Linked DNA regions of Mus musculus: region 1 is linked to region 2. A link is a contact called in public Hi-C data. All regions are on one chromosome and are shown on one strand. Each heading gives the region's core, a stretch centred on a gene start, on an enhancer-like site or on the middle of the called end of the contact. The rest is flanking DNA. Distances are from core to core; before and after follow the strand shown. Region 1 holds the start of Sgip1 (SH3-domain GRB2-like (endophilin) interacting protein 1). Region 2 has its middle 54 kb from the start of Gm24869.

What was found. Hi-C and Micro-C count contacts between places; a contact is called where the count stands out from the background.
Region 1: a Hi-C map of muscle stem cells shows a contact between it and region 2, with 2.5 times the contacts expected there. The contact joins the promoter of Sgip1 here to the enhancer-like site in region 2. A contact is called at or near these places in 5 of 484 Hi-C or Micro-C datasets (cortical neurons, muscle stem cells, nephron progenitors and 1 more) and 1 of 9 other capture datasets (liver).

The regions. Positions count from the first base shown.
Region 1 is chr4:102,758,476-102,761,573 of GRCm38.p6, forward strand. Sgip1 (SH3-domain GRB2-like (endophilin) interacting protein 1) reads left to right here and starts at 1,660. Exons shown (of 26, transcript NM_001285852.1): 1 at 1,660-2,090. The coding sequence starts at 2,081.
Region 2 is chr4:102,680,924-102,683,869 of GRCm38.p6, forward strand. No RefSeq gene overlaps it. Among named protein-coding and RNA genes, the nearest start is that of Gm24869, 54 kb to the right of the region's middle. Within about 2 kb of position 1,433, at least 41 of the 459 cell types and tissues checked have an H3K27ac peak or open chromatin away from gene starts, as enhancers often do. A contact at or near this core is called in muscle stem cells, where this site is marked.

The DNA of each region.
Region 1 (3,098 bases), core at 410-2,909, 78 kb after region 2:
TTGTAATCTCTTCCTTTTAAAACTCTACGGCCTCATAGGCCTCGGGAAAAAGCCACGAGCATGTATAGCTCTCAGGAGACTTTAATGTTTAAATGCAGAAGCCACAGAAAGATGGATCCTTGTGGGAAAACAATGAGGCTTTTAAAAATTATTATTATTGCTATTATCATTAATTATTATTATAAAACTCTTGTAAGTTACTAAGAAGCTGAGTTGCTTTTTGATTTTGACTAATTCATCTCTTCGTTCGGCCTCTTTAGTATTTCATAGCCACCAATATCTCGTATTCCCTCTGGAGGAAAGAATCAGACTATGTCGAGATCTGGGTAATACTAAGTGAGGGTGTTATAAATGATCAGCCCTATTGTTAGTTTCTGACCTGATCTTCAATAAAGAGATTTTCATAGCCCCGGCTTTGCTATTCTTCCTTAGTTTAAAGACCTTTCTCTAGCCTTTTCATCATCTGCTCCCTACAGTGATAGGCCTTCCTTACTCGATTCAATTTATTTCTTTTTGCTTTGTTTTAGCCTGGTTAAACCCAGGATCACAGGACACCAGGCCTGGGAGTCCCTCCCTTTGAAGGACTCCTAGGACTTTTGATAGCACTCAGGTGACAGACCCTCAGCTCCACCAGACCTTGTGCCTGAACCTTTCCCCATTCTAGCAAGTTGCCAAGGCCCAGGCTCCGCCCATTCCTCCAGCGCAACCTGGACCGATTGCCTTCCTCTCTGGATTTCCCTTGGGGTGAACGACTGGGCTCCTAGGCGACTGAAGACTGCAGGAGGAGCGTCTTGCAAAACCTGCCATGTAGCAGCGGCTTCAGTTGGCAGCTGTAGCCGAGGCTGCAAGCGAGGCTCCCCACCTGGGGCAGGCGTCTGCCCAGCTCGGCTGGAGGACGCGGTGACGGAGGGCCCCCGCAGCCCCGGGGTCGCGGCTGCGGAGCGGAGTGCGTGGGAGGAGGCGACTCGCGCACGCCTGAGGCGGCCAACGCTTAGACTCTTGCCTTCAATCCCCCTCTCCCGCCTCTCGCCCCAGAAATGAGCTGGAGCATCGCCTGTTTGATTCCAGAGCCCGAATCGGGTGGGTTCTTTTGTTTCTTTGTTTTAATGACAGTTGCCAGCCCTTGGGCATGTCATGCGCAATTAATTTCCTGCTTCCTTTCAAGGCAGCTGGGATGAATTTTTTTTCCTGCATCATCCTTTGGGGGATGGTTGTTTATGATGTGACGTCAGCGAATTGATTTTTCTCTCGTGAATGAGAGGAAGAGACACACAAGGAGAGACAGAGAGACCTAGACAGAGAGACAGGGCGCGGGGGGTGTGGGGGCCAGAGAGACCTAAAGAGAGCGCGAGCCAGCCACAGATGACAGATGTGCACAGAGGCCAAGCGCTGACATTTGAAATTCCTTCAGGTCAAAGTGAGGTTGGAATGGGAGTGTAAACGTGTGTTGCTAAGATCTGGAATTACTAAGAAGTGTTTTCTTAAAAAAATAAGTAAAAGAGAGAAAAACGAAAAAAAAAAAAAAATCCCTGGGATCAGCCTCCTGGGCTTCTTTCTTGCTGGCATCCCCTGTCAGGGTGGCAGTTCAGATCATCGGGCGCCCCAGAGCCGCAATAGGCTTGCAAGGACCACGAGGAGGGGCGGGGGAAGTGCGTCACCAGGTGGGGAAGGGGCTGTGTGTTTGGAGAGGAGCGGGAGGCAGTGGGGGTAGCGAGCAATGGGGACGGGAAATGGGTTCCGTGCGCTCTCCGGGGGTATTGTGTCAGGAGATGCAGGCTGGCTACCATGTGACGCGGTCCAGAGCTGAAGGGATTGGCCGAGGCAGCGCAGGCGGTGCAGCTCGCCGGCTTGCTGTTCCTCTCTGCCTTTCTCTCACAGCATCTTCCTGGGAGACTGTAGGTGAAGCAGCACTAGCTGCATCCATGGCCGGTCTTTCGGGTTAACACTTGTCTCCTTTGGCTTGGCAGCAAGCAGAGCAGACCTCAGCGGCAGCTTTGTGAGGACTTAGCTGGGACCTGGAAGCGTATCCTCCTGTGTTTTTTCTGACTTCTTGGAAAATAAGGAATGCAATTCTGCCACCATGATGGAAGGTAGGATTCCCTCTGCTGTGGTTGGCTGGCTCCAGGCAAGATTTGGGTAGACCAGTATGGAAGAATGCATGCAGCCCGTGGTGTCTGTGTCTAGAACCTGGCTGCCAGGATTTTTGCAAGCAGATACTGCAGCTTGCTTGCAACCGGGCCCAGGCTTAGACTAATGGAATCAAACCACAGGGTTTCTGTCTAGCTCAGAATCTCCACAGCTCCCAGCCTCTTTGAAAAGAGAAAAGCCTAAGTGTTTGCAGAGAGCTGAGGCAGCCAAGAATAAGGTCTCAGAACAAACAAGTTGGGGAAGAAGATAAGGGGTTTCTGTGGAAGGTTAAGCACGCTGGTTAAATCTTTGCAATGGAAAGTATTTTCCGAAATTGATATTAGACAGAAGAGGTCATCGAGAGAGTTATCTATGCTGGCATTTTCAGTGAACTGCTTACATATCTTATAAGATATTCTGATCTTTGAGGTTTGCATTATAGTATTGGAGTGAGGGGTGCAACAAATTTGGTTCATAAACTGGAGTTTTATGAGGGCTGTCATTGCAGCAGAATGAACGATCTAAGAAAAAGACCTGGGCCTCTTTGCTCCTTCATCAGGTTCAGACCAGTTCGTAGAGGAAATGGCTCTTAGTTTAGCATCAAGTGATTAGTTGCTGATTATCTTACTGCATTTAATACTAAGTGTAGGGAGGACCTTCCCCTGGGAGATGCTATTTAAACTACATTTTATTCTACCAGCTTGCCCTTTCCAGTCTAAGATAGTGACAGCCAACATCACCTCAGAAAAAGCAACAAATTGGTCAGAGAAGAAGCAGACAGCTCTATGTTGCCTTTGATTATCTGTTTTCACATTGCAGGATGGGGTAAAACTCCTGGCCTTTCCTAAGATGACAGGCAGAAATTTTGGACCCAGGCTAGATTTTATAATGCAGAACCTAGTGCATAATGGGTCTCAGATCAGCCACAGAAATGTCAGAGGGGCCACCTAAAGCCAAGGTCTGTCCTACCA
Region 2 (2,946 bases), core at 183-2,682:
GTTGAGCAGGAGCACAGCACACAAGAAAAGAGAACTAACTGGGGACTAGCAAAGAAGCCTATTCACTACAGCTGTCCCAGACTTTAAATTGTCTTATAAACCAGAAGGAAGCCTACATATTACTAAGATGAGTGTTTCCTATGTGTGAGGTATTCTAAAAGTCTGTTGACATAAAAAGTGTCGATTACTCATCAAATTGTTTACGTTGTGAAAAGTATTATTTCTATTTTTAAAGTGATGGGACTGTGGTTTAGACAAAAGAAGAATATGTCGTCAGTTTTCTGCCTGGAGCTTCTAGCAGTCATCAACATACTCAGCTGTGACCATCTGACTTCTTTGTCCTGAAAGCAAGTTGACTTCCTCTCGTCACTTCTGCACATGTCATGGAAGGGCATTCCAAATTCATCTGAAATGTCTCAGTCTGGAGAAAATAATGTTTTGTAGGGATGCTCTTTGGACCAATGAAGAATTCTTTATTTGTTTTCCGATATTAGCTCCCTCACAAGGCTCCCAGAAGTTCTTTACGCAGCCTTTAGAAACAAAGCCAGGAGCTGGTTCTTTGTGGTACCTCTGCCTTCAAGTTCTCTTATCTTTCCCAAACCTGAGTCTTCATTTTTCAGGAGGAAAGATGCAGCATTCTCTCAATCGTGAAACTCTCTTTCCAGGATCACCCTGGGTTTACTTGTTTTATACCCTATTTTCAGTGCTTCTGTTGGCATATAGCACCAAGAACAGGACTTGTTACTCCACTGGTAGTCTGCTTTCAACTGAATCACACATTTCCATGAATGCAGTCCAAATTGATTAGGTCACTGGGTTCCCAGCACAATAAAGACAGATTTTCTGAGTATAATTCTCCAGTGCTCCAGAATGCTCAGGAAACTCTCATAACTTAACCAGAAATCCTTGGAATTCTTAATTAAAAAGGCATGCTATTAATATCAGTCAAAGCAGTTAATTGAATTTCAGATACATCATCACATGCTTTCACAGGAAATCAACAAGCCACCCAGTTCTGTTTTTCTGTTGAATTTGTTGTCAATCTCCTGCATATCTGAGGGTATTCCCATCATTTGTACTGAGATAGTCATTGCTTTTCATCTGACATCATTTTTAGGAATGTCTCAGTTAGTAGAATATATTAGTAACAGAATTGCAACTTCAAGACTGGAGGACACACTAAGACATGTATTTTATCCCTTTTATTACAAGTTGCAAGAGAACTTTTTTGTGTGTCAATAGGTTGAGCAACTGGGCAACAGTTAAGCCTTTCCTTGCCACACAAGGGAGACTCACAACAGCCTGAAAAATGTTTCTCTAAGGTTCTCAGACATCAGAAGAAATGAAACTTTCAGCCCACGCTGAGTAGCACAGGGCTCAGATTGTCAGAGCACAAGCAGTGTGTGATAACGCTCCCTTGTTTGCATATCATTGCATAGTCAATTTGCATATCTGCAACAGGGGAAAGAGCCAGCTAGATTGTAATCAGCATGAGAACACTTCCTCTTGGCCATCATATTTCACAGATGTTGCATAGTACTGAATACAGCTGGTTGGAGAACTAAACGTATCCATGGCACCCACCCTTCAACGGTAGACACTGGCTGGAATCACCAGGTTTGTATGTCTCCTGCTGGTATCGAGATTCTTTTTCAATGGTAACACTCTTTATATCTTCTACTTCTGTTCCCCATTAAAAGCCCCTCATACCTAGTTCCCTTAGATAAATGTCAGATACTCCTGTTTTGCATCTCTTCATGATTTAGTTGGATAAACTATGTGAGCCAAGTTTCTTTTCATACAACTATTTTCTTCCTTTTTCAAAAATACGGTGTGACTAAGAGCCTTTTCCATCAAGAGAAGGTGGTAGTCAGAAGGCATAAATTCCTAGTCATAAGATGAATAAGTTCTGGCTATCTAACGTAGATAATGTGATTATGATGAATAAAAGCATATTTTATACATGAAATTTGCTAAGAGAGTAATTTTATGTGTTCTTCCACCCATCTAAAAGATAACGAGTTTATTAACTGTGATAATTACTCAATGTATATATACATGACATTATCACTTGTACACTTAGTACAAAAGAGCTCTGCTGGGATGGTGGTGGGGGGAGGTGAATGCATATAGAGACCAGAAGGTGTCAGATGTCTGACTCTGTTGGTCTCCTCCTTACTGATCTCGGTGCTCTCAGATTGGAAAGGACTAACTAGGATGCTGGAATTCATCTGCCTTCTCATCTGCAGTGTGGGTATTTCAGGTCCCCACCTTTTACGTGCAAGCCAGGGACTGGAATTTAGGTCCTCGTACTTAAGATGCAAGCACTTTATAGACTGAGTCATCTCTACAGCCTTACTATACACACTTGTCACTCAAACTTCATAAACAAGAATAGAAGATGGGTGGAACATTTTTCAGGATATTTTGCCAGTATTCTTATTTAATATAAATAAAATCAAAATGTATTTTCTTAATAAGTGCAACCTACACACACACACACACACAACATTAGCATTTTACACTAAGTACAAAAAAGCTCTGCTGGGTTTTTGGTGCATTCACGTGTGTGTGTGTGTGTGTCTCACACGAAAGCATACAGAAACAATTGGAGACAGAACTGATTAGGTGAATTTGGGGTATCACCCCTGACCCACTCTTCCATTTGGACCCTGTCATTCATAATCTATAATAATATTATGCTGTCCTACACAGCCTTTCCCCATACTTTTTCCAACCTGGTAATTAGGCCTCCCTCAATTTCTCCTTATCCAGATGAAGTAAGAACTAATATAAACAAATGAAAGTTTATGGTGCATAGATACACTAAAGGGAAATAAACACAGATCATCAAGAAACTACATCAATGACCTTGCTAACTGGGTGTTTTGTTGTTTGATTATTTATTAGTATGGGGTATATAAAAGCATCAATAAGTTACTATCT